Linked DNA regions of Mus musculus: all the other regions are linked to region 2. A link is a contact called in public HiChIP or PLAC-seq and promoter capture Hi-C data. All regions are on one chromosome and are shown on one strand. The core of a region is the stretch at or near the end of the contact, and the rest is flanking DNA. Distances in the headings are between cores, read along the strand shown.

What was found. Promoter capture Hi-C pulls out the DNA fragments that hold promoters and counts their contacts. HiChIP or PLAC-seq counts read pairs in DNA pulled down with a chosen protein or histone mark. Capture Hi-C pulls out chosen DNA fragments and counts their contacts.
Region 1: an H3K4me3 HiChIP or PLAC-seq map of bone marrow-derived macrophages shows a contact between it and region 2, with 6 times the contacts expected there. The contact joins the enhancer-like site here to the promoter of Tmtc4 in region 2. A contact is called at or near these places in 4 of 39 promoter capture datasets (3T3-L1-derived adipocytes, hippocampal neurons, liver and 1 more), 1 of 115 datasets of contacts at active chromatin or transcription factors (bone marrow-derived macrophages) and 1 of 9 other capture datasets (adipose tissue).
Region 3: a contact with region 2 is called in a promoter capture Hi-C map of neural stem cells. The contact joins the promoter of Clybl here to the promoter of Tmtc4 in region 2. A contact is called at or near these places in 13 of 39 promoter capture datasets (the 3T3-L1 cell line, 3T3-L1-derived adipocytes, the C10 cell line and 9 more), 6 of 484 Hi-C or Micro-C datasets (the G1E-ER4 cell line, embryonic stem cells, muscle stem cells and 3 more), 9 of 115 datasets of contacts at active chromatin or transcription factors (bone marrow-derived macrophages, embryonic forebrain, embryonic midbrain and 4 more) and 3 of 9 other capture datasets (adipose tissue, liver and pancreatic islet).
Region 4: a contact with region 2 is called in an H3K4me3 HiChIP or PLAC-seq map of the 230-238 cell line, with 10 times the contacts expected there. The contact joins the enhancer-like site here to the promoter of Tmtc4 in region 2. A contact is called at or near these places in 3 of 39 promoter capture datasets (the C10 cell line, hippocampal neurons and pre-B cells), 2 of 484 Hi-C or Micro-C datasets (pre-B cells and rod photoreceptor), 9 of 115 datasets of contacts at active chromatin or transcription factors (the 230-238 cell line, bone marrow-derived macrophages, differentiating embryonic stem cells and 5 more) and 2 of 9 other capture datasets (adipose tissue and liver).
Region 5: a contact with region 2 is called in a promoter capture Hi-C map of stem cell-derived epiblast-like cells, with 3 times the contacts expected there. The contact joins the promoter of Timm8a2 here to the promoter of Tmtc4 in region 2. A contact is called at or near these places in 2 of 39 promoter capture datasets (embryonic stem cells and stem cell-derived epiblast-like cells).
Region 6: an H3K27ac HiChIP or PLAC-seq map of thymic regulatory T cells shows a contact between it and region 2, with 4 times the contacts expected there. The contact joins the enhancer-like site here to the promoter of Tmtc4 in region 2. A contact is called at or near these places in 1 of 39 promoter capture datasets (pre-B cells), 1 of 15 datasets of contacts at CTCF or cohesin (large pre-B cells), 1 of 484 Hi-C or Micro-C datasets (CD8 T cells), 5 of 115 datasets of contacts at active chromatin or transcription factors (embryonic forebrain, embryonic stem cells, large pre-B cells and 2 more) and 1 of 9 other capture datasets (adipose tissue).
Region 7: a promoter capture Hi-C map of adipose tissue shows a contact between it and region 2, with 5 times the contacts expected there. The contact joins the promoter of A330035P11Rik here to the promoter of Tmtc4 in region 2. A contact is called at or near these places in 12 of 39 promoter capture datasets (3T3-L1-derived adipocytes, cranial neural crest, embryonic stem cells and 7 more), 8 of 484 Hi-C or Micro-C datasets (cardiomyocytes, embryonic stem cells, granulocyte-monocyte progenitors and 4 more), 10 of 115 datasets of contacts at active chromatin or transcription factors (the SCID.adh cell line, astrocytes, bone marrow-derived macrophages and 7 more) and 3 of 9 other capture datasets (adipose tissue, embryonic stem cells and liver).

Annotation. Positions count from the first base shown.
Region 1 is chr14:121,985,302-121,989,405 of GRCm38.p6, forward strand. All of the region lies in intron 6 of Ubac2 (ubiquitin associated domain containing 2), which reads left to right. Among named protein-coding and RNA genes, the nearest start is that of Gm33473, 7.1 kb to the right of the region's middle. Within about 2 kb of position 2,655, at least 85 of the 459 cell types and tissues checked have an H3K27ac peak or open chromatin away from gene starts, as enhancers often do. A contact at or near this core is called in adipose tissue, bone marrow-derived macrophages and liver, where this site is marked.
Region 2 is chr14:122,980,694-122,984,828 of GRCm38.p6, forward strand. Tmtc4 (transmembrane and tetratricopeptide repeat containing 4) reads right to left here and starts at 2,590. Exons shown (of 18, transcript NM_028651.3): 1 at 2,479-2,590.
Region 3 is chr14:122,179,357-122,183,753 of GRCm38.p6, forward strand. Clybl (citrate lyase beta like) reads left to right here and starts at 2,338. Exons shown (of 8, transcript NM_029556.3): 1 at 2,338-2,425. The coding sequence starts at 2,370.
Region 4 is chr14:122,159,056-122,163,125 of GRCm38.p6, forward strand. Tm9sf2 (transmembrane 9 superfamily member 2) reads left to right here. Exons shown (of 17, transcript NM_080556.3): 17 at 1-548. Among named protein-coding and RNA genes, the nearest start is that of Clybl, 21 kb to the right of the region's middle. Within about 2 kb of position 2,031, at least 13 of the 459 cell types and tissues checked have an H3K27ac peak or open chromatin away from gene starts, as enhancers often do. A contact at or near this core is called in the 230-238 cell line, where this site is marked.
Region 5 is chr14:122,033,236-122,037,105 of GRCm38.p6, forward strand. Timm8a2 (translocase of inner mitochondrial membrane 8A2) reads left to right here and starts at 1,439. Exons shown (of 2, transcript NM_001037744.1): 1 at 1,439-1,777. The coding sequence starts at 1,452. The coding sequence ends at 1,745.
Region 6 is chr14:122,062,354-122,066,497 of GRCm38.p6, forward strand. No RefSeq gene overlaps it. Among named protein-coding and RNA genes, the nearest start is that of Timm8a2, 30 kb to the left of the region's middle. Within about 2 kb of position 1,513, at least 71 of the 459 cell types and tissues checked have an H3K27ac peak or open chromatin away from gene starts, as enhancers often do. A contact at or near this core is called in CD8 T cells, memory CD8 T cells and thymic regulatory T cells, where this site is marked.
Region 7 is chr14:122,105,689-122,109,457 of GRCm38.p6, forward strand. It overlaps A330035P11Rik (RIKEN cDNA A330035P11 gene), which reads right to left and starts at 1,286. Exons shown (of 4, transcript NR_015586.3): 1 at 96-1,286. It overlaps Tm9sf2 (transmembrane 9 superfamily member 2), which reads left to right and starts at 1,394. Exons shown (of 17, transcript NM_080556.3): 1 at 1,394-1,747. The coding sequence starts at 1,580.

The sequences.
Region 1 (4,104 bases), core at 1,405-3,904, 1.0 Mb before region 2:
ATTAACATAAAATAACTGATATGGGTGCTGATTGTAGCTATACCAGACATGGTGGTGCTCGTTTCCGACTTACTGTGTTCTCTTTGGCTTTATCCAGAAAGCCCACACTCTTATGATATATGTCATATATAATATGGTGAAAAGGTAAAGATGATTATACAGGGGTATTTAATTTATAAGCAGAATGTGGTGATTCACACATATCATCCCAGCACTCAAGAAGTAGAGACAGGAAGATTGTGAGTTCAAAGCAAGTCTAGGCTACAGAGTATGGTCCCATCTCCAGCAAACAAAACAAAGCAGTAGCTTATGTGAATGTCTGGCTTGTCAGACACTATCTGTGAGGTCCATGTCAGTCACAAAGCCACCATCCGTCCAGATGCCTCTTACTCAATGTGACTTCCTTTTTCCCTACAGATCAGCTAACTTCCTTTTTCTTTTTCCTTTTGGTTTTAATGCTAACTAAAATACTTCAAAAGACAAATTTCATGCTACCAGGAAGAAATGTGTACATAGTATTCGTTGTTGTGAATTTATAATACAAAACCTATGACTGGGGTCACCGCAGTGGCTTGGTAGATAAGGTACTTGCTGCCAAACCCAGTGATCTGAGGTCTCACATTATGGAAAGAAAAGGGAGAACAGGCCTTACGAGTTGGTCACACACACATACACCAAGTTATTAGCTGTATTGTAGATATATTTTTAGACTTTTACCATTGGAAGCTATCATGTATCAAAAACACTGTGTTTGGGAAATGATTTTATTTAGCTCTGGCAATTAGTATGTGGTTTGTTTTATTTTGAGGGCAAGTGAGCAGGGCTGAGGATGTAGCTCAGTGACAGAGTGCTTGCCTGACGTGCATGAGGTCCGGCTTTGGTCCTGTCTTTAGTCTTAGCACCAGGAAGGAAAATGTGTGGAAACATCGGTTCTTCTCAGCCTGTGGGTCACAACCCTGTTTGAGGGTCACAGACCAGATATCCTGCATATCCCGTAATTACAATTACCATTCATAACACAGCAGTGGAATGGTTTTACGGTTGGAGGTCCCTGCAGCATGAAGAACTATATTGAGGACTGCAGCATTAGAAAGGTCGAGAAGTGCTGGTGTAAAATGTAAATGTGTTTGTTACTTGCAGTCCTAGAAACCAGAAACCACTTGTACTTTCCAGGAAAGCTGCTAACTTTGCTTTGAGTTTAGTTCATTATAAATTGATTTTTTATTTTATTATTTTTTTTTTTTTTAGTGTTAACAGTTTTATCTCTTTTGTGTTGTTTGTTCTTACATGAGTACCCATGTTTCTGAATACATAGTCCTAGAATATCCAGTGATTAGAAGGACAGGTTGACACCAGGATGCTCTCTTACCACCTGAGCACCACCCTCTGTCGGCTGGTCACAGTGATGGGTGTGGATGGAGGGAAAGGCATTGCTAGCTTACCAGGAGCCAAGGGGAGCTGAGAAGAACTGTTGTTTGGGTCCATTCAGTAGGCCATGAGGAGAATGCCTGCACCCAGAGGGGTTTGGCTGGGCCTCCTGCTTTGAGATTACTCCTGTTCCATTGGGTTTTGTTTGTTTTTGTTTTTCTGGGTTTTGTTGTTGTTTGGTGTTGGTTCTTTCCTCCTTTCATAGTTCTGTTTAAATAAGAGTTGCTATGAAGGATGCAAGTGAGGCTTAGCATACGTGGGGTATTTCAGTTGTCTTTGGTATTTAAAATTGTCACGTGTGTACACATCTTCGTGTTTTTAATTTGTTTATGCTTACTTGTCAGGGTACACATGTGTGTGGAGGACCAAGCTTCTGCTGGACGTCTTCCTAGATTGCTCTCATCACAAATGGAGGCAGGGTCTCTCAGTTACATCTAGGTCTTGCCACTTTGGCTACTCTGGCCAGCTAGCTTGCGCTGCGGATCATTTCCACCATCCTGTGCTCCAGCTCCATGGGCTTGGAGATTTTTAGTGAACTCCTCTGGCTGTAGATCTTCTGAATTACTTTTGTGGAAGACTGAAAAATTGAGGCCATTGTGTATATTCATAATTCTCCCAGTCTCCTTACACATTAATATTTTATTCTCCTAAAGCAAATGCTGCTTACACATTGGCCTTGAAGTTCTTCTTGGGGTTCTGCTGAGAGCTTTGTGGCTGTCTCTGTCCCAGCACTTCTGCATTTCCTGCAGTTTCATGAATCACAGTAATGAGTCATCCACACTAGGATGAGCTGTGGTTCCCAAAACCCTGCTCCAACTCAGCCATGGTTCAAATCTTTATCATTAGTTCTTTTCCAAGCTATTTAAGAGCAAATTACCCAGTGCCTCCACTCGCTCTGTGTGTGTGTGTGTGTGTGTGTGAGAGAGAGAGAGAGAGAGAGAGAGAGAGAGAGAGAGAGAGAGAGGCAGTGTGCTCCTCACTGTATCTGTTTTCTGCCTTTGTTACTTGCTGTCTACAACACAGCAGACTTTATCTTGCAATCAAACAATCTTAGTGTGAAAAAGAATCTGTCTTACCCACTGTAGGCTAGAAATGTACATGGAAGCCAGATTATATCGAACTATGAATGTGGTTCGAGTTTGGGTTGTTTTCTGTGGACAGTTAGGCTCTTCAAAGCTTTTCAAACTAACACTTCAGATGGTACAAGATTGTAGCTCTCAGTTGGTGTACTTAACAAAGGAGAGGAAACAAGAGAAGAGGAGCTGCCTCAAAGGAGTCAGGTGTCGTCTTTGCAGGCTCTGATTTTCCTGTCTCTTCTTCACGCAATTTACCTTTGAGGACCAAAACCAATAATAAATTATTGTCTTAAAACCACAGGGTGGAAGTGGGAGTGAATTCTGGGACTGACCCACGACCTGTGGCGATAATGTCCTGTTTGACGATAACTGGCGCTGTGTAGGTCTCCTGCATGGGTGTGCCTTCTTCTGCTCTTCGAGTTTCCCTCTTTTTCCTGTGTAATCTTTTCCACAAATATCTCCTATAGACTGACCAAATGGGTGCAGGGTCGCAGGGCAAATAACTCATGGCTTGCTCAAGGCCTTTAGTTAAACTTTGGGAATTTAGACTCCCATATTTAATTGCTTCTCGGCCTTTTGGCTAAGATCAAGTGTAGACTCCCGTATTTAACAGGTCTTTGGAGGCCCTAAGAGAAATCAAGACTGGCTAAATCTGTAAGGTTGCTTAGCCTTCAAAGGTCCACATGGAGAATCAGGACCACCAAAGGCTCTGAGGAAACCCCCACAGGGGGCTTTCTGTACCCTGATCCTGCTGATCCCAGCTGACCCCAGATGCCTGAACCTACATAGAGAAACCACCTAATCTGTTTGGTAGTGGCAGCAGGTTCAGGTCACATAGGGAGGCAGGTCACACAGGGAGGCAGGTCATGGGGAGGCTGGGGCAAGTGGACACATGCTGCTACTGCTTTGATCTTAGAGATTTTTTTTTATTTTTTGGAAACAGGATCTCACTATGTTACCCAGACTAGCCTGAAACACATGCTTAGCACAGGCTACCCTTAAACATGCTCTCCTCCATGTGTCTACTACCATCGACCCGTGCAGATCTTGTCTGCTGGACCTGGAATCTGAGAACCTGAAAGACAGTGACATGACTGTGTGTGTCATGAAAACAGTGATCTTTTTTAACTTAGTCACATGACAGATAACTCTGAGGATCCCTGATTTACAAACACATTCTTGGGGTGCTCAACGAACCTCTCATTGACTTCACAGTCTCACTGGCTCTCATTGGCTTCATAGCATGCAGGGACTAGGAGGCTCCATCAGGGCAGGGGCAGTTTTCTGCAGTCCTCCGTACCATGCTCTAGTATCTAGAGTCCAGATACTAGTATCTGGTTCATAAGAGTAGTTGGGACATATTTTGGATGAAGGAATGAGTCTTCAGTGGGTCTGCTGTCTCGGAGCTTTTGTGCTGCAGCTCAGATGCAGGGACACGTGTGTTCCTAGGCTTGTTGTGTCGTGTAGATGCTCTTCTGTAGATGCTCTTCCGTTCTCCTGGGAAAGCAGCCTCTGTAACTGTTGTTCTTGTTGAACAGTAAGGTTCCTGAATGTAGGACTGTAGTCCACAGGGACCCTGGGATGCTGCTTTCCTGGGTCT
Region 2 (4,135 bases), core at 1,340-3,839:
TCTTCACTGGCTCTTGCCATCTCATGGAAGCATCTCTGCTCTGTCAGGGGACTTCCCCTAAGTCCAATGCCTTTGCTGCTTTGTTGCAGTGAAAATATTCAAATGCTCCCATTTGTTTAAAAGGCTTGTCTTTGCACATATAGCCAAACAGTCCAGAACATGCCTTTTATCAGAAAATGCAAAAAAGTCATAATGCATTAGAAAGCCATGTGATGTTCTCAGAATCCACTCCAGCAGTCCATAGCAATGATTCTGGAGACAGATGCACATGAACTGGTGGCTACATTTCCTTGAGCTACATTGTTTCCCTAAGGAACAGTCTTTAGGCTGTGGTAAGGACTGAGTGAAGCAATACAAGCAGTTAGTTAGTCTCTACTGTTTTGACCAATTCACAGTTCCTGATCACCTGCCTTAATGCTCATGGTGCGGTTTAACATCCAGCACTGCCCACCAGGTGACAGGGTGTACCAAATAAGAGGAACCCTTCTTTTGGGCAGATCTACAGCATACGACTTCCCAGGCAAGGAGACTTTGCATCCTATACAAATTTCACACCACACAAATAACCCTGATTCCAACTCTCCTTCCTCCAATAGGAAATGACCCTTGTTCTACAAATAAGGCCTGGTGCATGGGTAGATGAAACCATGCCCCACAAGGTGGCAGAGATCTTCATATCCCTGTCAGGGTATAGGAAAGAATACTTTGTTTCTGACTAAGCAACATGTCTTAATGGTCTTCTCCAGGTTATACCCTGACTGGGAGCCATGGCTCCTCAGCCACAGCCTGGATGGTAGCTCACTGTAAGGAGGTGCTAAACAGGATGTGCACAGTGGCTCCAGTTCCAGCAATGACCCATCTACACTGAACCTATTACTAGTAGTCTGAAGAGACAGTCACAGTAACAAAGCTTGTGTTCTGGTGTCTCCTGAACTCTCTGAACTGGCTCCTTAGAGAGGTTCAATGTGGAACAAACCAGTAGTCTCCATCCCCAATACTCAAACTCTTAATATTAAGCCTCGGTTTTATAGGGGGTTAAAATATATTCATCTGTCAATAATCAAAAGGTCAAAAAGACCTCAAACAATATCTCCCCAGAGGCTAAATGGCACTGAGCTGTGAACTGTAAGCTTCCGATAACAATGGTCACAGCAGCCCTGGCTGCAATGAGGCAGAGTGACCCAACCTAATTGATTCACCCCGGGAAAACGGGGAACCGGCTGCAGCCACCTAACTGGAGACTCTTCCACAGGCATGGAGAGCCTCTTGTCCTTTACATTAAGGGCAATGCATCCAGGGCCAGTTGCCCTTCAGGATGGAGGGCAACCTTGCCTCTAGAAATCAGATTAAATAATGTGATAGTTTCTGACCACCCGTATCTGGCACGATGCAGAGAGAGCTAGCACACATTGTGCTAGAGGCAAAGGAGCCAGCCATCCTCTGTAGTGATGGGCCAAAAGCAGAGTAAGGTGAATCCTGTTGTGACCCATCTTCCTAATTCAAGAAGTGGCTGCCCATCTGAGGTTTCACATTCAGAATTTCTGCCTCAGAAAGTTTCCACTTTGCTAGCATGTAACCATTTTCCCACCCAGGTGGGCGAGCATACCTCACTTTGCCCCAGTTCCACCTATAGTGCACAGCTTTCGGGGGATGCAGGTACAAGGGGCAAAAATGGTTCCAGTCAATCCTTACTATAATTCTCCCCATCCATCTGTTCACGGGGAGAGAGCAAAGTGTGGATGATTCAGTGGAGATATCTGTCCTCTAACTCCTCCTTTCTTTTGTGTGTAGTTATAAAAAGAAAGAAAACACAAACAGCCCACAGTCACAACATCAACAACCCAGACTCCCCGTGGAGTTCGCAGGAGGTGAGGCGGTTGCTACACCACCTGCTTGGCTCCCCCAACTCCTGGCAGCCGTTCCAGGCTCCCAGGCCAGTGGTACCAGCTTTGCTCCACAGTTGAGCGTAGAGTAACTGGCACTCCTGGCTCTGCTGGGTGGCTCTCCGTGTAACCCTGGGCGGGCGGCCAAGCTACCCGGCTGTGTCCAGCCGTCGCCCGTGCCTTGGCCAGCTGGCGACCAGGCGCGGGGACCCCGCGGCCAGGTGGCCGCTGCACCCGGTGGACTCCCGGGTTACAAAGCTGTTGCACGGCTGGGTCAGACAGTAGCAGGCAAGGGTCTGGCTCGGCGACCTCGGCCGTAGCAGGGCAGTGCCGGAGCTTGAGCTCGGGGCGCGCACCCTTACCGCGCGCTCTTTGTCCGGGGTGCGGCTTCTACCCAGGCGCAGACCGCCCGGGGCGGCGTCCGCGGGAGGCAGCTCGAGTGTCGGAGCTAACTCTAGTAGAGGTGCAGAGCTCGGGCGCCGCCCCCGGGCCCCAGCGCAGGGCTGGCGGCTCAGCTGAGAGCCCGGGAGCCCGCGCCCAACTCCGAGCGCCCTGCAGCTGCGCTCGGCCCTCAGCGGGCCGCCCCGCGCTTTACCTGCAAGGAGCACGAGCCGCGATCTCATCTCCCCTCCCGCGTGCTTAAACTCCGGCGGCTCCCCAGCCCGCCGCCGCCAGGGGAGGGGCTGCCCTCCCACTCCCACCCCGCCGCGTCCCGCCCCCCGCCGCGCCGCTTCCCACTCGCGGCTGCCCGCTCCCGTCTAGTCCCGCCTCCCGCCGCGGGACCATCGGTTGCCCTTTCCATCACTCACGCTCTCCTCTTCCGCTTATTGGTCCGTGTCGGAGTGACGTCGGAACAGAGCGCTCGCCACGAAGGAGGCGCAGGGGCAGACAGGCTTTGCTGGGAAGAGAAAGCGCAGCTGGGACGCGAAGCAGCAGCGGCGGTTCCCGGGCCTGGCCGCTGTTCCCTGCGGATCCGTGCGTTCTAAGCCTATTCCTGGCTTGTCTCGCACGTTCCGCCGAGGGCTGTGGAATCCCTGCAGAAAATCTCAACTCCACGCTTCTTTCTGTCTGAAGTTGTTGAAGAAATGTCCCCACTTTCTCCCTTTGAAACGGGAAGTGACTTCCTCCTCCTAAGGCCGTGCAACCTCAGGACTGCGCCTCCTTTGGAGCAGTGCCATACAGTCACGACCACTAGGTGCTACACCTCCCTCCTGATGGGAAGGTCACCCACTCAGTTTCCACTCCTAGTACTTATTTGTGCTGCCACCTTCAAGAGAAAAAACCTTTGTACTTTCCACTACCAGACTTACAGACCTCAAACCTCAATGACCTCCGACCCTCCTCAAAGCATCAGTCTCTGATCTGTCTCCCTCTTTGGAGTGGAGTCCGCATCCTCAGCACCAAGTGACTTCCAAGCTTTCCTCTGCTCTATGTGTCACCCTGCCTTTCGCTGCCCTTCATCGCTGAAGCAGAGTGCTTCTCCCCTCCCCCACCCCCACCTCCACCCCCAACCACAGCTGTTTCCAACTTCATTCATTTGGCTTTCATTCAGGGAAACTGCATTTGCCAGTCACCTCTGCTGTCTTCTGCCCTTACTAAGGCCAGAGGACATTTTGCTTCCCAATGCTACCTCATCTCACAATTTCCTCCTCCTTAAAATGCCCTCTTCTTTATGCCTATTGCCTTTTCTCTCTCCTGTCCCCCTCCCCCACCCCACCCCCAAGTCTATTTGACTGGCTTGCCTGCCCTGAATGATCGCTAAGAGTTTTAAAAGCCTCATCCTTTTCTCCTACTCCACAAATTTCCCTGTATGATTTAATCTGCTGCCAACACTCCAATCAATACATTTCAGATTTACACTTCTTTTCCTTGCTTTCTCGGAGTTCAAACCTATTTATCTAGTTCCCCACTTAGCTTCTCCCCTTGTATATGCCACCACATCTCAAATAGTAAGACATCCGTCATGCTTTCTCTGCCTTCCTTCTGGTGGTCTGTGACAGCCAGAGTATCACAAACCAAAGTCGGCTTTAGTCCTGGCATCTAATGAATGGTCAAGGTCCTGATTTATAAGTGCCTCTACCTTTATATGCCTCCTCCACCAACTGACTGATTGTTAGGAATATAAGTTTAAAGAAATTGTGTAACTTAGTAACAATTTTGTGCGACTTGCAATAATGCAATGTATGTGAGATAGAAATTGCCCACCAAGAGGCAGGCGGATTTCTGAGTTCGAAGCCAGCCTGGTTTACAAA
Region 3 (4,397 bases), core at 1,088-3,587, 800 kb before region 2:
GCTCGCGATGTGGCCATTAGATATTCTGCATTTGGCCTAAATCTGAGAGACGTCTCTTCCTTTCTCCCCAAGGAGCCAGACGCAGCCATCACCCTTATCAAAGGCAGCGCTGGCCGGGAGCGCGGCTGGGAGGGTTTTGTATCTTAGCAGCAGGAGGCAGCAATGATCTCAGAGCCAAGTTCTATCTGTGCCACTGCTTAAAAACCATTCCACAGAACTTCTAATAGGCTTCTTTCTAAGTGCGCCATTCTGAAGTTTGAAACCAGTGACACCGGCCCGCTCAGCCTTTGAGACTCAACTTTGGTGAGAAAACCCTACATCCGGCCAGACAGCAAAAGGAAGGAAAGAATGGATTGTGATAAAGAGCCTTTGGGGTTCCTAACCAGAGAATAAAGGGCTTCATTTTCCTAATGGGTCTGCCCTTTCCCACTGGAAAGTTATTTAAATGTTACAGCAAACAGTGAGGTTGATCAGATATTTTCAGCGGGCGAATCCTAGGAGGTGTTCTGTAGAACCAATACAAAGCTAGATAGTATAAGACAAACAATGAAGGTTAATTGAGTTTTCACGATAATTACAAGGCCATGTGGTGAAAATATAACTCACTTCTATCTAGGACAAATGTATTTGTGAAACAATGCCAAGATTTCAGCCACTTAGGGCCAGGGTGTAGCTCAGTGGTAGATAGAGCTCCTGCCTGCCTGGCTGAGGCCCTAAATTCTACTCCCGAGTATATTATTAAAAAAGGCATTTAGGCCACTTAAACCTGGGCCCAGGAGGTTCTCAGATCCCTGAAGTTTTATGCCTGCTCTACTTTGCCCTGAAGTCTTTCACCCTCCCAACCCGTCTTCCCCCACTACCTCCCCTCAATCCCTCTGACCCCCTCAGGTGCAAAACTTGCAATAACTCTTTTGTGCATGTAACTGACGCCTTACGTGACTTTTATTGATAAATAAAAACTCAAGGCCGGGCGGTGGTGGCACACACCTTTAATCCAAGTACTTGGGAGGCAGAGGCAGGCAGATTTCTGAGTTCAAGGCCAGCCTGGTCTACACAGTGAGTTCCAGGACAGCCAGGGCTATACAGAGAAACCCTGTCTCAAACAACAACAACAACAACAACAACAACAAAAGTTTTAAAAACTCAAACCCCCAGACCTGTGTTTTTACTGGTGGATGGATGGCCATAGAGAAGTGTAACAGGACAAAGAGTGTGATCTAGTATCTGGAGACAGACAAAGCTTGCCTGCTCAGTCTCTTAGTACAAGATATAGATGTGTAAATTAGAGATGGAATGGGTGTTCCTGATACTGCTTTGTCTCAGGCTCCATTTTGGCGGAACAGACTGGGGCCCGCAGTGGAGACAGGAAAGTGGGATGGTCCTCACTGGGTGCAGGCAGGAGAGGTCCGGGTGGGTGTGAGGGGGCCTCACAGAGGGTTTGAACAGTCTGCCCTGTTGGTATCATAAACTAAGCGATAACTCAGTCTTGCAGATATTCGGCATCTGTGCTGCCACTCTGGCTACAAAGGACTTCTGGGGTCTTTTGTTTTTGTTTTTCGGGACAGGGTTTCTCTGTGTAGCCCTGGCTGTCCTGGAACTCACTCTGTAGACCAGGCTGGCTTCGAACGCAGAAATTCTCCTGCCTCCCAAGTGCTGGGATTAAAGGCGTGAGCCACCACGCCCGTCTGGGGTCTATTTTTTAATCCAGCTTCCGACAACGACTTTGAGTGTCAATTCAGAACAAACGGAACGTAGTGACCACCAAAATCAAAACTGCAGAGGTAGAAGACAGAGGAATGGTGGAGGGTGGAGAGTGGAAAGGACCAGACACTAGGTAGGGCACCACTGGATTAGGAAAGACGACCGATGGCAGCTTCTCTCAGTTTCCGGAGACCCGCAGGCATTGGGAAGGGGCCTGTGTGGGTCCCAAGCCTGCACCTTTTCAGGTAGAGCCCATTTGCTTTGACCACTTTTAGCTTATGCACCATCGCAGGCTCACCGACTGTGTTAGGGGCACGTTGATAATAAAAACAGCAAAAAAGCCCCTCGGAAACCTAAATCTTCTCTGCCAGAGAAAACCCAAGTTTCTCTAACTCGTTTCAGAAGCGGGCGGAGCATTGGGTCACCAAAGCCTCCGCGCAGAGCCGCGCAGGGCTCGCAGAGGATTGGAGTGGCTAACGAGGGCGGGCGTGGTTTTGGAAAGAGAAGCGTTGCATGGGGCCTCGCCAGCAGAAGCAAGGTGGGGCTGAGTCTGGCTGGACTGGCCTGGGCTGTGGCAAGCGGGGGGCCGGGCTAAGCCTGGTAGGGCGGGCGTGGCCGAATCCAGCTAGGCGGGGCGAGGGCGGGGCGTAGGCGGGCCAGTCGGGAAGATGGCGTTGTGCGTGCTGCGGAACACGGTTCGTGGAGCGGCGGCGCTGCCCAGGCTGTGAGTTCAGGTTCTCTGTCCCCGCCACGCGGCGAAGGCGGTAGCCAGAGTGGTCTCTGGAGCCTGCATGGGCACTCTAGCCCGATACCTCTGTGCCTCCGGTCCTTGACCTCTGCCAAGGTCGCTGCGGCTGCTGCCTCCCAGTGGGAGGGCTTTGCGTGGACCCGGGCAATGGGTACAAACGTTACTGGGTTGGCAGGGCTGTCAGCATCTGGCATGTACCGCGCTAACTTAGGGGCGCTCTGGAGTAGCTGAGACGCTCACCCCACCTATGTGAAGCACAGTGGTTCCCAAATGTTGTTCTCTGGACCCACTTACCCAACCAAGAATGACTGAGGGTTCCAAAAAGCTTTTGCCAAAATCTGCTCATGAAAAACACTGAATTTTTTTTAGGTGAAAAGAGCATATATTTTGAAGTTTTCTTTGGTTTAACAAGAGACTTTAAGTCTTACGTCATCAGCTTTGGAGTAGATATTTGAAAAGAATTCCATGACTTGGGGAGTGGAGGCAGGAGGACGCAGGTTAAAGGCTACACTTAATCTACATAGCAAGTTTGAGGCCAGCCTGGCCTACATAGCAATACTAGTTGGTAAAGGAACTGTAGATTGTCACAAACAGTGACCCTCCCTCATGACACTTGCCTATCTGTTAACTGCACGTGTCCTGAGTTCTCCTTTAAGGTGTCTTGCCTATTGTGAGGAAACAGGATCAGAGACTGTCTCAAAGTCCCACGGAGCGATGGAGCCAGAGTTCACAGTTTAGCGTTTTTTACATCTTTTGTGTTGTGCTTCATGATTTACCCCAGACCCATGACAGGACCCATATGGTCTTAGGCACCTCATTTTCTCATCTGTGGCCTTGCACCCTGGCTGGAGGAAAATCACTCCTGGAACCTGAGTGGTGGTAAGGGAGGGGTCCTGGGCCAGCCCAGAGATTCCGTTTCTGAAGTGTGAAAGGACCAGTCCTGACCGCACACAGTCACCACTTCTAATAGGCTTGGAGCTTAGTGTAAACTCCTTTTTATCACCACCACCCTGCCCCCCATACCATGCATCATCTCTATCAAGGGCAGGTACTTGGCTTTAGTGAGCCAATTGTGCTAGTGTGGTCCTAGTAAACCCACCAGAGGATGTAAGTGCTGTCTGGGACCAGTAGGCTACTTCTGGAGGCTCCTTGCTTATTTTCAGAGTGTCTGAACCATTGCTGAGCACGCAGGGGCCATTCAAGACCAGAAATCCTGATCCCTGTTTCTGACCCACCAGCGTTTGCCCTGAGCTCTAGACTGTCATGTTATTCATGCAGTTCTCTGTGGCCATGCTGGATGTATATGAATTACTCCGCTTTCAAGGAAGGGAGCATAACTCACTTGACAGAGCCAAGAAATATAGATGGGAACACACACACCTATCAAAGTTGCTACATAGAACCATCTGTAGCTATTTCTCAAGCTACACATGAGTCCTTAGGACGCTTCCAGGTCTAACACATCACTCAGGGAGCAGTCTAACTTCTTCCTGAGGCTTGTCAGTAAAGCACCGGCCCAACTGTAAGGAAGCTCCTGCTGTCTACCACGCAGGCACTTAATTGTTCAGTCCTAGCAAGCATATGATTTATTAGCCCACACCCATTGGGAAGATGTCCACCCACTAGAAGACAGTGCTTAGACTCCCTCCAGCCTCATGGGCTCCATTTATTCCTAGAGTTGCTTAGGTCAGCACCCTTTTCTTTCTTCAAAGCCCTTTTGTATACAATTGGTGCTTTTCTTGGTCTGCATTCTTTCCAGGTACCCTCTACCCAACAGACGATTTAGTTTTTACATTTACTTTATTTAGTGTGTGTGTGTGTGTGTGTATGAATGTTAGCACGAACATACTGCAGTTTATGTGTGGCGGTCAGAGGATCATTTTCAGGAGTTGATTTTCTTCCACCCTGGGCTCCAGGGATGAAAGTCAGGTTGTCAGGCCTACGTAAC
Region 4 (4,070 bases), core at 781-3,280, 820 kb before region 2:
GATTGTAAATAGGATTTTCTAGACTCGGTAGGTGGAAAGAATTATTTTTCTTTGAAGGAAATAACTTTTTATCATGGTAATTTTGAAGGATGATTCCTATGACATGTTCATTGGGGGGAATGTGGCTTTTAAAAATCTTGTATTGGTTATAATTGTTCATATCTTCTTACTTTTCTGTGTTGACTTCATTATTCCCATGGTATTGGCCTTTTAAACTATGTGCCTCTGAGTCTTTGAATTTATAAATTTGTTATCTTAATAAATATTGTAAAAATGTCTTCATTGTATCACTCCCTGCATATTGAAGAAAACTCTGTGAATACAAATGTGTTGGCCACTATACTATTTTATTGGATGATATTGAATACTGTGGATACACACTTTCTGTTTCCACTTAAGTGAAACTGTCGGGCTTTGTCAAGTCTGAATTTTCACTCTGAAGGAATGATAAAAATTGTAGTCATGCCTGTCTGGTCAGATAAATGACACATTTAGAACTTAAATGCAGGCCTTATATTGTTACTATTAAAAATTTACACTGTAGACTTACGTTCCAAAGTGTAGTAATTTTTTAAGTCAGCAGGGTATAGGAGCACACCTTTGTAATACCTCTAATTTGGAAGGTGAGGCGTAAGGATGATGTGTGTCCCTCTGGGCTGCACAGTGAATTGGAGGCCCCCCTGGATTACAGACTCAACCCTGTCCTTGCACACAGCATGAGTTAGGCTCTCTGGTCTGCACATTAGCATTTGTTACCTCATGATTGCAGTGGGTTTCACAAATAATTCTTGTCCTAGATTAGGAGCTCACTAATAACTTTCTTACATCTGGCAAGTTTGAACCAGTTCATATGGAAAGCTGACAGATGACAGTGGTGTCAGACAGATCTTCATCAAAACACCTTTTATTGATGGCTTCACTTTCACCTGCTTACAAGAAAAGATCAGACACGTACTTTAAACTGAGCTAAGATTACCTCACATTGAAGAGATTTTCCACAACAGTTGGGCCAGGTGCACATTTGAATCCCAGCCTGGGAAAGTGAGGCACAGAACACTGGAGACAGGCTGGTCAGGGTTACTAATGTACAATATGTATATTGAGACCCTGTTTCACAACCAAGCAGCCTGTTGGTTTTGAGGCTCAGAGAAGCTTTAGTGTACTTAAAAGTTCTCAGTACTGCTCTCTTCTTTGCACTGTAACTGGTACCTTTGAATAGGCCAGTTGACCAAACCTGGCCTGATCTGCAAGCTCTCCATTCAGAAGCCAGGTTGATCTTAATTGGTGCAAAGTTTGCTTCAGCTTTGCTACAGTGAACAATCAGGATTCAATACAGTTGACTAGCTGTTTTGGTCTTCCTTTGTTCTTTATAAACCAGCCACATTCCACACACACACTCGAGGAAAGAAATGAAATACATAGGTCTAGTATCCTCTGTCTAGAGTGCTTGGGAACAGAATGTAAGTGTTGTAAAAGTTTGAAGTTCTGAGTTGGGGGTTGTGGGGAGCTTAATGGTGGAGTGCTTGCCCAACATGCACTGAGGCCCTCGTTTAGGTTCCTAGCATACACACACACACACTACACACATACACACATACAATTTGGAGTTTAGGTTTTCAGATTACAAATGTTTAACTCGTAAAAGTATTGCAAGAAAATTTGAAGGAGAAGAGATGGCTCACAACCACCTGTTGTAGATCCTTCCTCTGGCCTCTGCAGACACCTGCACTCATGCGCATAAACAGATAAATATAAACCTTTAAAAAAGTTAGAGGGTTGGTGGTGCTGGAGAGCTGGCTCCATGGTAAAAAGCACTGGCTGCTCTTCCAGAGGACTCAGTTTCAATTCCCAGCAACCACTATCAGTAAACTCCAGTTCCAGGGGATCTAACACCCTCACACAGACATACATGCAGTCAAAACACCAATGTACATAAAATAATTTGGGGGTGGGGAAGAAGGGCAGGCATGGTCAATCATGCTTGACCCAGCCATTGGGGAGTTGAAACAAAAGGATTCCTGTGAGATCAAGACCAGAATATGAGGTTGCATCATATATAGTCCTCTCTACCCTCCCAAACCACTGAGGGATCTTTGTGAAGAGAAGATGGCAAGGAACTAATGAAGGGCAGTGGGGAAAGCTGACTGCAGGGGTGAGCTGAAGATCTCCCTCTAAGGACCTGGTGACCGTGCTAGTGAACCCACATTACTTGTAGACCCTTTCTGGGTGGTGGGAGCCCCTGAGTTATCCTGTCTAAAAGCTTTTGTGAAGAGAACCACACATTTGTAAGGACCTGGGGACAGCTGAGTGAGGGGTGTTCCTGCTGGTATGCTTGCCGCATTCCTTTTTTTCTCCCTAGGTCTTCTCTAATGTAGCCATTTTGTGTGGCTGTCTGAGCACTGTTGTGAATCTTTGCAGTCCATCTTCATGCCCAGCATTGCGTGAAGTTTGCCAAATCTTTCAGGCTGTCTGCTGTCTCTCAGAGACTCTTCCTTGTCCCTCATTGTTTTCTTTGTCTTCAATGCTTTTCCTTGCTGTTTTGAAATATGCCTACTGTATTAGGGCTAGAGCTACAGAACTTATGGAATGTCTCTGTATTTTTTTTATTTATTTACTTTTTTTATATTTTTGGTTTTTCAAGACAGGGTTTCTCTGTATCCCTGACTGTCCTGGAACTCACTTTGTAGACCAGGCTGGCCTCGAACTCAGAAATCCGCCTGCCTCTGCCTCTCAAGTGCTGGATTAAAGGCGTGTGCCACCACGCCCGGCGGACTTTCTCTGTATTAAGGGAGCTTGTTATGATGACTTACAGTCTGTAGTCCAACCACCCCAACAATGGTCAGCTGTGAACGGGAAGTCCAAGGATCTAGTAGTTGGTCAGTTCCATGAGGCTAGTTGTTTCAGCTGGTCTTCCGTAGAAGTGGATTCTAATAGATGTCCTGGCAAGTAAATGCAAGCAAAGAGCAAACCTTCCTTCTTCCAACGTCCTTATGGAGGTCTCAAGCAGAAGGTGTAGCCCAGATTAAAGGTGTGTACCATCATGCCTGGATCTGGGACTTGTTTTGTCCTAGGCTGACAAACAAGATATCTCCTTGCCTCAGTCTCCTGGGACTAAAGGCGTGTACTACCTTCCCTGGGCTTAAGCTTTTCATGGTCATGATGCCTCAAGATCTTCATGCCAAGATCCAGGTCAGAAACGTGTCTTCCGGTCTCAAGATCTGGATCACAGGTGAGCCCTCTAGTTCTGGATTGTCGTTCATTCCAGATATAGTCAAGTTGACAACCAGGAATAGCCAGTAACGCCTACTTTTCTGCTTGTCTTGAAAAACAGCACAAAAGCACTCTGATCCACTCTTTCTCTTCTTTTCCTCCTTCCCTCTGCGATCTCATCTTGTTACATCCTTAGTATTCTGCTGGAAGTACTGCCGAGGTCTCCAGTGCCCCCTGAATCCCAGCTAACGGTCCTTCTCTGCCCGTGTGTTAAGTCTTACACCGCCCAGAATCCCAAGGAGATGCTGCAGACATGGCCTAGCCCCCGTCATGTCCTGATGACTGTGGTGTTTTGGAGACAGTATTTGCCTGGTGAGTGTTGATGTCCTCCCCTGTTCTGTCTCTTTTGCTTGACCCAGTTTCACCCCCATAACCATTTCATCCATCTCCAGCTGCAGCCACCGCTCCTTAGACAGCCTTGAATGGGCCTCATAGCTCTCAAGCTCAGTTTGTACACAGGTGGACTTCATCCCTCAGACCTGCCTCATCCTAGCTTCTCCATCTGCAGAGGGATCCCCTCAGCTGCGTCCTCTGAGCTGGAACTTCAGGGCACCAGGACACCTCTCCAGGCAGTCAATGAGGTCTGTGCCTCAAACCTAAACTTGGGTCTCTTCTTAGCAACCTCTACCACTGGGACCTGTGTGGCACCTCCTAGGACATCAGCAGCCAGCTGGCTCATCACCTGTTCCTCACATCACATCTGCTACAGAACAGGCCTCAAGTGTGCGCACCCTGTGCTACAGCTGACCCCTGTGGCACCCCAGCCATACCGAACTATATGTGCTCATGAGTTCTTTGAT
Region 5 (3,870 bases), core at 189-2,688, 950 kb before region 2:
GCTTAAAAATGAAAGCTTTATTTTCCGAGTGCTCACTGGGGCAGCCAGCTCTGGATCTGAACTGCATCCCAGAAAGGAAACTGTACAACATTTCTAAAAGATGGGAACATAAATCAAGGGGTTAAGCAAGTCTCCCATTGGAGACTGGACTGTATCCAGAGTACCTGGCTTCAAGGTCTTTAATGCATTCTCCTAGACATTAGGTCCTGAGCTCAGAGTGATAACGGGGTAAAGGAGTGGGCCAGCTGCATGTAGTTAGTTGGGGTATAAAACTTATGCACCTTGGTTTAGATAACATCAGTTTCTATATTCTTTACCAGTTAAAAGACAATTAAGAAAATATTTGGAGAAGTAGGATATGTGTTCGTTCCCAGGCCTGAGAATATGAACTTGTTTGACCCTGTCAGCAAGATGGAGTTGTCCTTGAGATAACTGGTCTCAGACAAAAGTCTCCTTACAAGTTGTATCTGAGATACCAGGACTCAGACAACTATTTACAACAGAAGCAGTTCAGCTATAGAGAAGTCCCCAGCTCCCCCTGGGGCCCTGGACCTTGAATTTAGTTTCTCCCTGTGCTTAAATGGAGTCTGGAAATGAAATGGTAGTACTTAGAATGAGTTTCTTTTGCTTGTTCCCAACATTGTGACATTTTCAATCCTTCTTTATTTCCCATTTTTAACCAAAATCTTCTTAAAGGTTAAAGAGCTGAAGATCTCACATCCCTAAAAAGGCATATTTTCAGTGGTTATGCCCCACAGGAAAGAGGAGTTAGAAGGCCAGGACCAAGTAAATGTGTGGGTAGCAACAGGTGTGCAGGAGGCTGAAGTCATACAAATGGGTTCATGGTGTCCGTTCATTGGGTCACGTATTTTTCTCCCACTTCTCCCTTAATCTGGAATGTTGCAAACAGAACCCGATGTAATATTCTAGTCAAGGTAGGGATGATGACTGTCGAGGGTTGAAAATGGAGGGAGACTTAGCCATCTATTAGGACCTGGTAAAAATTAGGACCAAATAGAATTGAGCACCACCTTGTATGGCTTTGGCAAATGAGGGCATCAGTCAGAAACGCTTTCTGAGAATGGTCTGTAGATCCTCTGTATCTTCGAAATGTCTGTCAAATTTTATCTTGGGAAATGTAAGCCGATGGGTTTAGGATGAACCAAAGGTAAGCATTGCTTCCTTGGTCCATTGTCTTCTTCATTCAGCCTGAGTTTGACTGCCATCAGCTTGTTCATGAACGATTTGGAAAGCCTTACGGAGTCTAACAGTGCTAATTTAAGATTTCCTTTAAAAATCTTTACTAAGGTAAGCGGAGCCAGGCAGAGCAGCCTGCAGACTAAAAGGGCCAAGCTTCCTAGGTGGGCCTGAGGCAGCCATGACACTTCCGGTTCTCGTTCTCTAGCAGGACGCCTGGTGGGTGGGGCACTTCCGGTCCCTGGCTCGCTGTCATGGAGTCCGCCTGGTCTTCCCGGGGGACCAGCCTGGGATCTTCAGACCCGCAGCTGCAGCGGTTCATGGAGGCAGAGGTGCAGAAGCAGAGGGTGCAGTTGCTCATCCACCACATGACAGAGCTCTGCTGGGAGAAGTGCATGGACAAGCCCGGGCCCAGGCTGGATGGCCGGGCGGAGCTCTGCTTGGTGAACTGCGTCGAGCGCTTCATTGATACGAGCCAGTTCATCTTGAATCGACTGGAGCAGACCCAGAAGGCGAGACCACTCTTCTCAGAAAGACTTTCCGACTGATCTCAGCGTTTCCCCCGCTTTGGAAAAGGGAGGTAGGTGGGGAAATGGACAGCTTTGAGGAGGGGATGGTGATGAGAACAACATGGAGGGGTGTCTTATCATCTAAGAATTAGGAAAGATTAATTACTTTTTTTTTTCAATGTTTGTGGGGTTGAGGGTCATGGGGGTTTGAGATGTGGATGGTCGTTTATTTCTTTCGTTTTTTAGATAGAATGTCACCATGTAGCCCTGGCCAGCCTGCAACTTACTCTGCAAACAAAACTAGTCAGGAATTCTGCATTTGCCTGCTCCTGCCTCCTGAGTGCTAAAGTTAAAGATGTGTGTGTATATCTGTGTATGTCTGTATGAATTTATGCCACTGTGAGTGCAGTGTCCATGGACGCCAGAAGAGGGCTTCAGATTCCTGGAGCAGGAAGTGCTCTAGGCATCTCTGAGCCTGTGGGTTGTGTTTTAAGGTAATGTTGTGAAAGTGATTGACAGATGAATAAGAGCTGCATTAGGTATATGTGGAGCTCAGCTCCCCACAAGGTCCCCTTAACTGCTAGTTTGATATTGATAGTGGAACTGCTTTCTGTAATTTGGAACCACACAATAAATCTCTTTTTGTGTGAGTTCATTCTAGATATTATAGTAGAGCTTATTAGGTGAAGCTGAGCTTAATGACACATGCCTTTAATCCGAGCACTAGAAGGCAGATAGACTGCAAGTTTGAGGCCAGTCTGGGCTACATAGTGAGATAGGGTACTTCATAAGAATTTCTTAAGAAATCAAAATTAACATTACAGTTGTCTTAGGGTTTCCATTGCTGTAAAGAGACACCATGACCAAGGCAACTCTTAAGGACATTTAACTGGGGATGGCTTATTGGTTCTGAGGTTCTGTCCATTATCAACATGGCAGGAAGCATGGCAGCACCTAGGAAGGCATGGCTCTGTAGGAGCTAAGAGTTCTACATCTTGTTCTGAGGGCAAACAGGAGAAGACTGGCTTCCAGGCAGCTAGGAGAAAGGTCTCAAAGCCCACGCCCACATTACTTCCTCCAGCAAGGCCACACCTTCTCATAGTACCACTCCCTGAGCCAAGCATATACAAACCCACAACAGTTATGACTGGCAACTTATGAGAGAAGGAAAGGTGGGGGGAGAGGAGGCAGGAGTGGAGGAAACAGCTGGGGGAGAATAATTTGTTATTTGACTGAGGCTCTTTATCTAGTGGTGTCCAGGGCTGGGAATAAGATCCATGGGATGTTCATACAGTACCTTCGGTACATTCTTTCCTTCCCCCATGACTTAGTAGGTATCTATCCTACAGTGTGCTCTCCAGGTAGAACAGGCAGCCTGACCCTTGTGGGCCCTTTTTATAAAGGAATTCGCCGATGCCGATGAACTTAATTCTCACTACTAGACTGGCCTAAGAAGAACTTAATGTACTCTGTCTATATAGCAAGGTGCAAAAAGTTTCAAAATGTGCCTTAAGAGATACGAAGATTTGTATGGTTTCAGGGAGGGCATGCCTGGTGCTTATTATTATAGGATCCACTTATTAGGTTATTTTGATTGATTTTTTTTCTATCTATGAGGTTTGAAGAATAAAACATACCCCTAAAGCAAAACTTTAGCTTTCAGAATTCTTTTCATTCTCTCCACAACCTTTTCTTGGAAGACACAACCTGTTGGGCTTGTAGGTAAAGGGGGGTGGGCAGAAGGGATGGAGAGAAGGGAGATAGAGATAGAAAAATAGAGATAGAGATAGAAAGATAGAGATAGAGAGAGGAAGAGGGAGGGAGAAGGGATCAGAATAAATTGAGCTTCGCTATGGACAACTTCTTTAAAAGACAGGATCTTGCTTGCAGTGTAGCTGCCTGACTGGCCTGGAATTCACCATCTAGATCAAATTGACCTTGAACTTGGAGCAGATCCTCTGTCTCAGTATCCTGACCACTGGGAACATGGGCGTGTTTCGCCATAACTGACTTGGCTGTTTCTGTAAAAATCCAAAGAATTTATCGTCACAATTATGACTGAAGCTTTCAAGATGTATCTGATTCCAGGAATCTCATTCCATTTGGAATACATAATAATAATAATTATTATAATTATAATACATTTATACAGATACAAGTCTTC
Region 6 (4,144 bases), core at 263-2,762, 920 kb before region 2:
CAGAGCTGAGCACAGTGGTGGTAGAATAACATCCCTTTAATCCCAGCACTCAGGAGGCAGAAGCAGGTGGTTTTGATTTGAGGACAGCCTGGCCTACAGAACAAGTCCTAGGCCAGTCAGTGGTACACAGTGAGATCCTGTCTCTAAAAGTCAATCCCCGCCTCCACCAGGGGTGGGGGAAGTGTTAGTGCTGGAGAGAGAGATAGGTCAGCACTTAAGAGCCCTTTGCTGTTCACCCAGGGGTCCTGAGCACCATTCTCCATATTGGTACAGCAGTTCACGACTACCCATGACTCTAGTTCCTGGGATCCGATGCCCTCTCCTGCCCTCTGTTGGCACCAGTCATGCATACGATGCGCCCATGTACACACAGCCAAAAGTCATACACATAAAACAAAAAAGTAAAAAAAAAATTTTTTTTTAATTCTTCAGGCTGGACAGGTGGCTCAGTGAGTAAGTAAGGTTCACTTGCCATCCAAAATTGAAATTCAAATCTCAAACACCTACGTCAAAAGTAAAGCACTGTGGTGTGTGCCTCTTGAGAAGTTGTTGTGATAAAAATTCTGACCCAACCCAACCTGGAGAGGAAAAGGTTTATTTCATCTTGCACTTTATAGTCACTGAGTAGGGCCGGAACCTAGAAGCACGAACTGAAGAAATGCTGCTCTCTGGCTCCCTCCTCATGACGGGCTCAGCCTGCTTTCGTAGACATCTCTGGACTGCCTGCTGAAGGTGGCACTGTCCACTGTGGACTGGGCCTTCCGACATCAATCACTACTCAAGAAAATGCCTAGGGTTGCCTATGGGCCAGTATTGTGGAAGCATTTTCCCACCGAGGTTCTCTTCTTCATATGACCCTAGCTTATGTTACAATGGCCAAGGTGGCTCTGTGTGTGTGTACTTAATAAAATAGTGCAACTTTTAAGCTATGTATCAAACATCTTTCTGGGGTTTTATTTCATCTTATTCTGTTCCTGACATCTGATATTTGTCTTGATGGTTCTCATTCTCCCAACATCCTAGACCCAAACCAAGTTCTACAAGCCTCAGTACAAGATACTCTTCCTATCTAAATGTCTCTGCTTTGCCTTGATCTCTGGAATGCTAGAAGCCTGGGGTTGATCGCACAAAGCACCATGCTACCTGACAATGCTGTCTGGATCCTGCTCAGCAGCGAGGGCATCCTCTCTGATCACAGCAGGACACAGTGACCACAGTGAATGCTTATTGCCTTGAAATAGCTGTTCCCTGGGTACCGTTCAGGATGTCCCGTGTCATAATGAAAGCTATATAGACAAGTCCATGAAGACAGAAGCAAAGATGGAGTAGTCTAGCCATGAGCCATGGAAATCCCAGGCTCACCGGAAGCTGGATGAAACAGGAGCCCTGGAGAGAGCATGGTCCTGACTACACCTAGAGTTTAGAACTTCATCTCCCAGGCGAGCAGGAGCATGAAAATCTCACTTTAAGCCACCCTGTTTGTGGTGTATTGTTATTGGCAGCTGTGAGAACTTCCTCAACACATCCTCTACTGCTTTTCCGCTGGCAAAAACCACAGGTGTTTACATACAGATTGCCATTGCTATAGAGATCTGAACATTTCTCCTTTTTTATGTTTAATGTCTCATAACTTTGAAATTATAATTTACTAATTGTTTAATAAGTTATTAAATCACAAACACGTTTATTCTGCACTCCAGTGCTAGTGTCTCTGTATTTCCATACAGTAATTCATCCACTCTTTGCTTTACTTTAGGCATTTACAAACATTATTCCAAGGAAATGTCCCGCTGGCTTTACCAGAACTCTATCCACACACAGTACAGTTCTCACCTCAAAGGGAATAAGAAGTAGTTAATTCTGAAGGCAAAATGCATGACTAAGGCCTGTGAAGATGGATTCAAGTTGCCCCAAATACTGTTCATACATGGCATGTTCTTATAAGTACAGGAAAAACCCCTAAAGCTCTTCCAAATCCATTGGTGGAGGCATGTTTACCTGTGTTACAGCAAAATGGGGACATGTCTGCTGTGGGTCTCACCATGCTGAAGGGAGCGCTGCATGCTCTGTCACATTCTCAACCTTAGGGACAATGTAGGCTTGTGGTCTGTTCATGCATCCCAAAGGCTACACTGGAAGGTCACAAGAGTGTTATGTCAGACAGATCTGCAATGAGTAGCAACTACAGGGGCCAAAGCTAGCCCAAGATAACTTTGCAACATTTCATCTCCTCACAGTCATGAGGTTCTGACCAAGTCCTTAGTCTGCTTGCAGAAGGTTTAACAGAAGTGTGGCCTTTTGGGAGGGGGACCCTTACAAAACCCCAAGGGGCCCACCCACTTCAGCCTGGGCTTCAGTACCACATCTGATCAGAAGAGGGCACCAGAGGACCTGTGCAAAGACTGGTACTTCAACCTCTTCTACTGCGTTTCACTCAGGCACAGATACAGAAACGTCCTCTCTCAATTCAGGTTACTCTTAGAATGCACTGTGATCAAAATGTGGAATCATCTTCAAGCCTGCTATCCTGTTTACTTGTTGAACTAAATATTTCCTACCATTTTCCCCAGTGATCGCATGAGCATTTGGTACTGAAGTTGTTTTAAACCAAAATATCCTCTAGCTGGAGCTACCTGTAATTTCTAAGTTCTGTAGAACAGTGGGCAGTGTGCAGATACACAAAGAACAGAGCTGGGGCAGTGGTTCCGTGGGTAAAGTGCTTGCTGCCCAAGCCATGTGCAGTGAGTGCCTGGTGCCTGGACCCCAGCACTGGAGGAGGGAAAAGACTGATCCCAGGGCCTCACCTGCCAGTGTAGCTGAAGCAGTGAGCTCCAGGTTCAGTGAGAGACCCCGGGTCAGGAAGTACAGTGGAGAGCGACAGAGGACAGTTGGCGTCTAGTGAATCCCAAGCAAGTGTATCTGAAAACACACACACTCACACACACACACACACACACACACACACACACACACGAGTAAGAATAGCCTAGAGTTGGGGTGCAGTAGCTCAGTAGTTGGGCATGTGCTTAATGTAGGCTTTTAGGATTTGATGTTCAGCACTGATTCCACCATGTGACATGCTGGGATCCAAACCCAGGTTGTGGTGGTCTGAGTGAAAATGACTTCAACAGGCCCTTAGGGAGTGGCGCTTTTAGAAGGTGTAGCTGTGTTGGAAGAAGTGTGTCACTGGGGGTGATCTTTGCAGTTTCAAATACTCAAGCCAGTCCCGGTGTCACTGTTTTCCTGCTGGGTGCAGACCCAGATGTAGGACTCTCAGCTCCAGTCCAGCACCATGTCTACCTGTGTGCCACCATGACAATAAAGGACTAACCCTCTGTACTGTGAGCCAGCTCCAATGAAATGTTCCCTTATAAGAGTCGTCATGGTTGCGATCGGAGAGATGGCTCAGCCATTAAAAGCACTGACTGCTCTTCCAGAGGTCCTGAGTTCAATTCCCGGTACCCACATGGTGACTCATGACCATCTATAAAGGAATCGGATGCCTTCTTCTGGTGTGCATGCAGCAGAACACTCACACATTAATTAAAAAATAAACTTAAAAAAGTTGCAAGAGGTTTAAAAAAAGAAGAAATTAAGAGCTGCTGTGGTCACATTGTTTCTTCACACAAGCAGAAACCTTAACTAGACCACAGGTCTTCTGCAAGAGCAGCCGGTACGCCTAACCACTGAGCCATCTTTTCACCCTATTAACAAAACATTTAAAGAGAATCATCCTGTGGCTTATAAATTATTGTGCTCCAGTTCCTTCCACAAGGATGTGCAGCCATGGCTCCTGGGTAGGAAATACCTGCCTTGTCGATCATCTGCATCCTTTCATAATTAGGCAGAATGAAGGTCTGGACTTGGCCAGGCTTACTGCCCTTGGTGACATGCCTAGTTCATGTGTCGTTAACAGGGGACAGAGAGCAATCCAGCCCTCAGCATAAAACACATGCCTGTGGTCTTCCATGGAAGCGAGGGGACAGGATGTTTATACACTGTTAGTTACAGTTTGGAACTTAGTCCTCGGGCAAGGGGAGCATGGCATCTTGATAGTGGCACTGTTGGGGGAGGGGTTCTAGAAACTTCCTGAGGTGGAGTTTAGCTGGGGGGAGTAGGTCTCTAGAGGAGGGTTCTTGACTAG
Region 7 (3,769 bases), core at 36-2,535, 880 kb before region 2:
GTAATGGCAAGGTTGGAGCGGGAGCTACGGCAGTGAAGGTCTAGTTTGGTATTATCAGAAAAATAGGTAAGGTGTGTGGGGGGTGTTAATCCTACCTCTTTATATTTGGAGACAGCTGCTTCCTTTTTCGACAAAGGGCGTTGTCTTGACTTAGCCCAAAGTTCAGTATGTGCATGTATTTGAGATGGTGTGCGCTGATGGACACGCCTCCTTTTGTTATAAAAGTGGTCAGGACCGCCTGGGACAACTACTATATCACCTATTTTTTTGTGATATAGTATTTTTTAACTTAATCTTTACCACTCTTTGAGAGGGTGAGCACCCTTGTCTTCTCTTCTAACTTTCATTTCTCCAGTGATGAACCCATGCCCAGAGGCACATCGCTAGATCACAATGTTCCAAAGCCAGGACGCTCAGCCAGTACAAATTACCTTTGATGTTAAAGCTCTTTTTAGGTATGTCAGTAGTTCTTTCTGTAGGTGCTAGAGCCATTGAAAATCTGGTTAGTTGTAAACTTTGGGGAAGGGAGCAATATATGAGCACACAGAAAAAATTTAATAGCATGAGACTACAAACTTTTTTGAATTTACCTATTTTCTGAATTTGCCTTTTCTTGAATTTGGGGGTTACAGTCATCCAGGACTGTGTTTTATATTCTAAGATGATGCACTTGGGGAAGAATTCGGTTGAAGTCTAAAACTCCATGGGCTTTTTATGCTAAACTTTTCTCCTCCTTGAGCATAATGCTTGCGCACTAACACAGAGACATAACCATTTCCCATTATCAATGGGAAAAGCTATGCACCTTGTCGAAGAGTAATAATGCCGTAATAGTCTTCCTTAACACGACTGCTTTGCTTAACTAAGCCCCGGTATCTTCATTGCAACCTGCCATTGCTACTTTATATTTACTACCCTCTCTCATCTATCTCATTTCGACTTTCTGAAAGATATGTTTGTTGTGTGCACACTTCTCCCACACAAGAATGTCCCAGCATTTCCGATGCTTAGGAATTATTCTTGCAAATAACCTCTAAGAGCTGTTTAAAGATTTACGAACCGCTCTTTCCATTTGTTCCCTTACCCTGGCCCCAACTAGGTAACCCCTGAGCTCTGCCTCATCGACCAACTCGGTCTCCATCAGAAAGTACTTGGTTCATCAGTCCTGAGCGGACTGACGGGTATGAGGTGACAGAGGGCAGAGAAGAGGTGCGCCCGAGAAGCGCGGCGCTCTGGAGCGCCACGGTGGAACCTGGAACCCGACTGTGGGTGCCGGAAGCGCGCAGGCGGAAGTCACCCAGATCCCGGAACGCGGATCTCTTGGCCGCCCCGCCCGGAAAGAGCCCGCTGCGCTTGCGGCGCCGGCACTGAGCATGTGCGTGCGGCCCCGCGCATGCTCCGTGGAGGCCCGCTTCGGTTTCTGTCGCGGGGCCCGCGGTGTCTCCTAGCGTAACCGGAACTAGCCGTTGCGGGCCGGCCTTCTCTGCGCTCGGGCCTTGAGGTGATCTCCGAGCGCCCCGGACCCCTCCTTCCTCGCCGTCCCCCTCGGCTCGGCCGCTCGCCTCTCACAGCCGCCGGCATGAGCTCCAGGCCGCCAGCGTCGCCGCCAGCGCAAGGCTCCAGGTTGCTGCTGCTGTCGCTGCTCCTGCTAGGGACGGTCCCAGGCCCGCGCCCGGGAAGCGCCTTCTACCTGCCCGGCCTGGCGCCGGTCAACTTCTGCGCCGAAGAGAAGAGCAACGAGTGCAAGGTGGGGGAGGCCTGTCGGGCTGCGCGCCGCGGTGGGAGCGGGGTCTAGGAGCGGGGTCAAGGAGCGGGAAGGGGCGTAGCTGTGGGTGGGGTCGCATTTCGAGCCGCGACGGGACGGGGGCCTGCGGACCCCGGGTGGTCCCCGCGGGCTCGTCGCTGCAGCTCGGGGCGCTTTGCCCGGACCCCGGCGGCTTGCGGAGCGCCCTTGGACTGGCCTGCACGCAGGTACGCGGTGACCCGATGCCCACACGGGGCGCTCCCAGCCGAGCGACAACTTCCAGTAACTTAATTTCGTAGCTCACTGTTTTATTGCACTTTCCTAGAACTCCTGGTCATGACGGCTTATTCTCTCTAGGACTTTGATACCGAACTTCAAGAATACTAGTTGATCATTTAACCTGTGGATTGTGACGCATTCTAACCCTCCTTGAAAACCGCGTTAATAAAGACTAGTTGTAGTTAAGTTTAGTCCCTGGCCTTTAAATTTTTTTTTAAGCTATAAAATTTTTAAGAGACCCCCAAATGGGTTTCTCCGCGATGGCTTTAAACACTTAAAAAGCAGCAGAGAGCGGGAGAAAGAACCTGCCTTGAAAATGTTGGTTTCGTAGGCCATCCGCCCACACGTTTTTCAGTTTACCAGCTGAAAGCAGCTTTTAGGTATCAGGTGTAGAGCATCACAATACACCATTATTTCGTAAAGTTACTAAAACTTAACCATTTGGAGGATCCAGGGCCTCTCAGAAACCGTTAATTTTAATACTTCAAATAATGGTTAAGAAAACGTTTACACTTTTTATTTACTAAAATTTTAAGCTGGTGTTTATTTTATGACTCTTAGCTATACCACAGTTGTGAATTTTGAGGTTGTTTTAGAGTATTAGGGAGGCTATTAAAGTTTTCATGGCATTTTGCAGCTTCTCTTTAGGTTTGTGGGCTATCCTGTGTGGCGTTAACATGGTCACTACAGTTTTAGAAAGAAACAAACGTGTATCTATGACACGTAAGTCGTAGAGGGTTCAATAATGCCTACCAATCGGTAAGATTCACCCAGGCACACAGTCCATTAACTGTGGTACCCGGAAAAGCAGGAACTTCTGCCTCCTTCTAGAGAGTTCTGACCTAAAGTGAGATCCAGTCTTACAGGCACACTGAATTTTTCTGTTAAATATTTCAGAAGCCAACCTTTATAAACAAGTACTTGGTCTGTAAATGAACAGTGAATGTGTGTTGTATTCGTAATTTCTTAGAGAAATACATTCCTGGCTCCTCCATCAGCCACTGGAGAACAGAGGCTTATTAATAAAATCTGATGTTACGAAAGGTATGGTCCACATACCTAGAGAGCATAGATGAGGAAATGTTTGTGGATTAGAGTCTTCTGGAGAAGCAGCAGAGATGTGACACTGGACACGGACTTTAGAGAGAAGTGTGAGTGGATTTGTGGGTGATTTGTGTTGTCTCACAAGGTCTTTAAGTGTCCTTTTGAAGTTTCTGATCCTTTGAGGGTTTGACTTAGATAGGTGTGGGGATGAAACAGGCAAGACAGATCATATTCTGGATGTTGGCTTGCTGTCCTTGTTCTCAGCTACTCCGTTAGCAGTAGGAAGAGGGCAAATGTCCCTAGGCTCTTCTCTAACTAGCTGGCGTGGAGACTTAGACATCTTCCCTTTTCTCTCAGTAGGGAGCTATTCTGCTTAGTAAACAGTTTAAATTTTTATTCCTGCGGTCAAGATGGTAACTTTACAAACATCCCTTCCCTCTTTTCCAAACAGAAATTTACCTCACAGTTTGGGAGGCTGAGAAATCAAAGTTTTAGGTGCTCACAGATTTAGGGTCTGGTGAGGATTCATTTTCTTCCTCGTCCATGTGTATGTATGCCTCATGTGGTGGGAGGGATGAAAGAGCTTCTTTAGCCTATTTTTTGAGAACACTAAACCATTCATGAGAACTCTGTCCCCAGGACTTGGTCATCCCTAAAAGGCTTTCCTTCATAGTACCATTGCCTAAGGGTCTACTTTTTCAA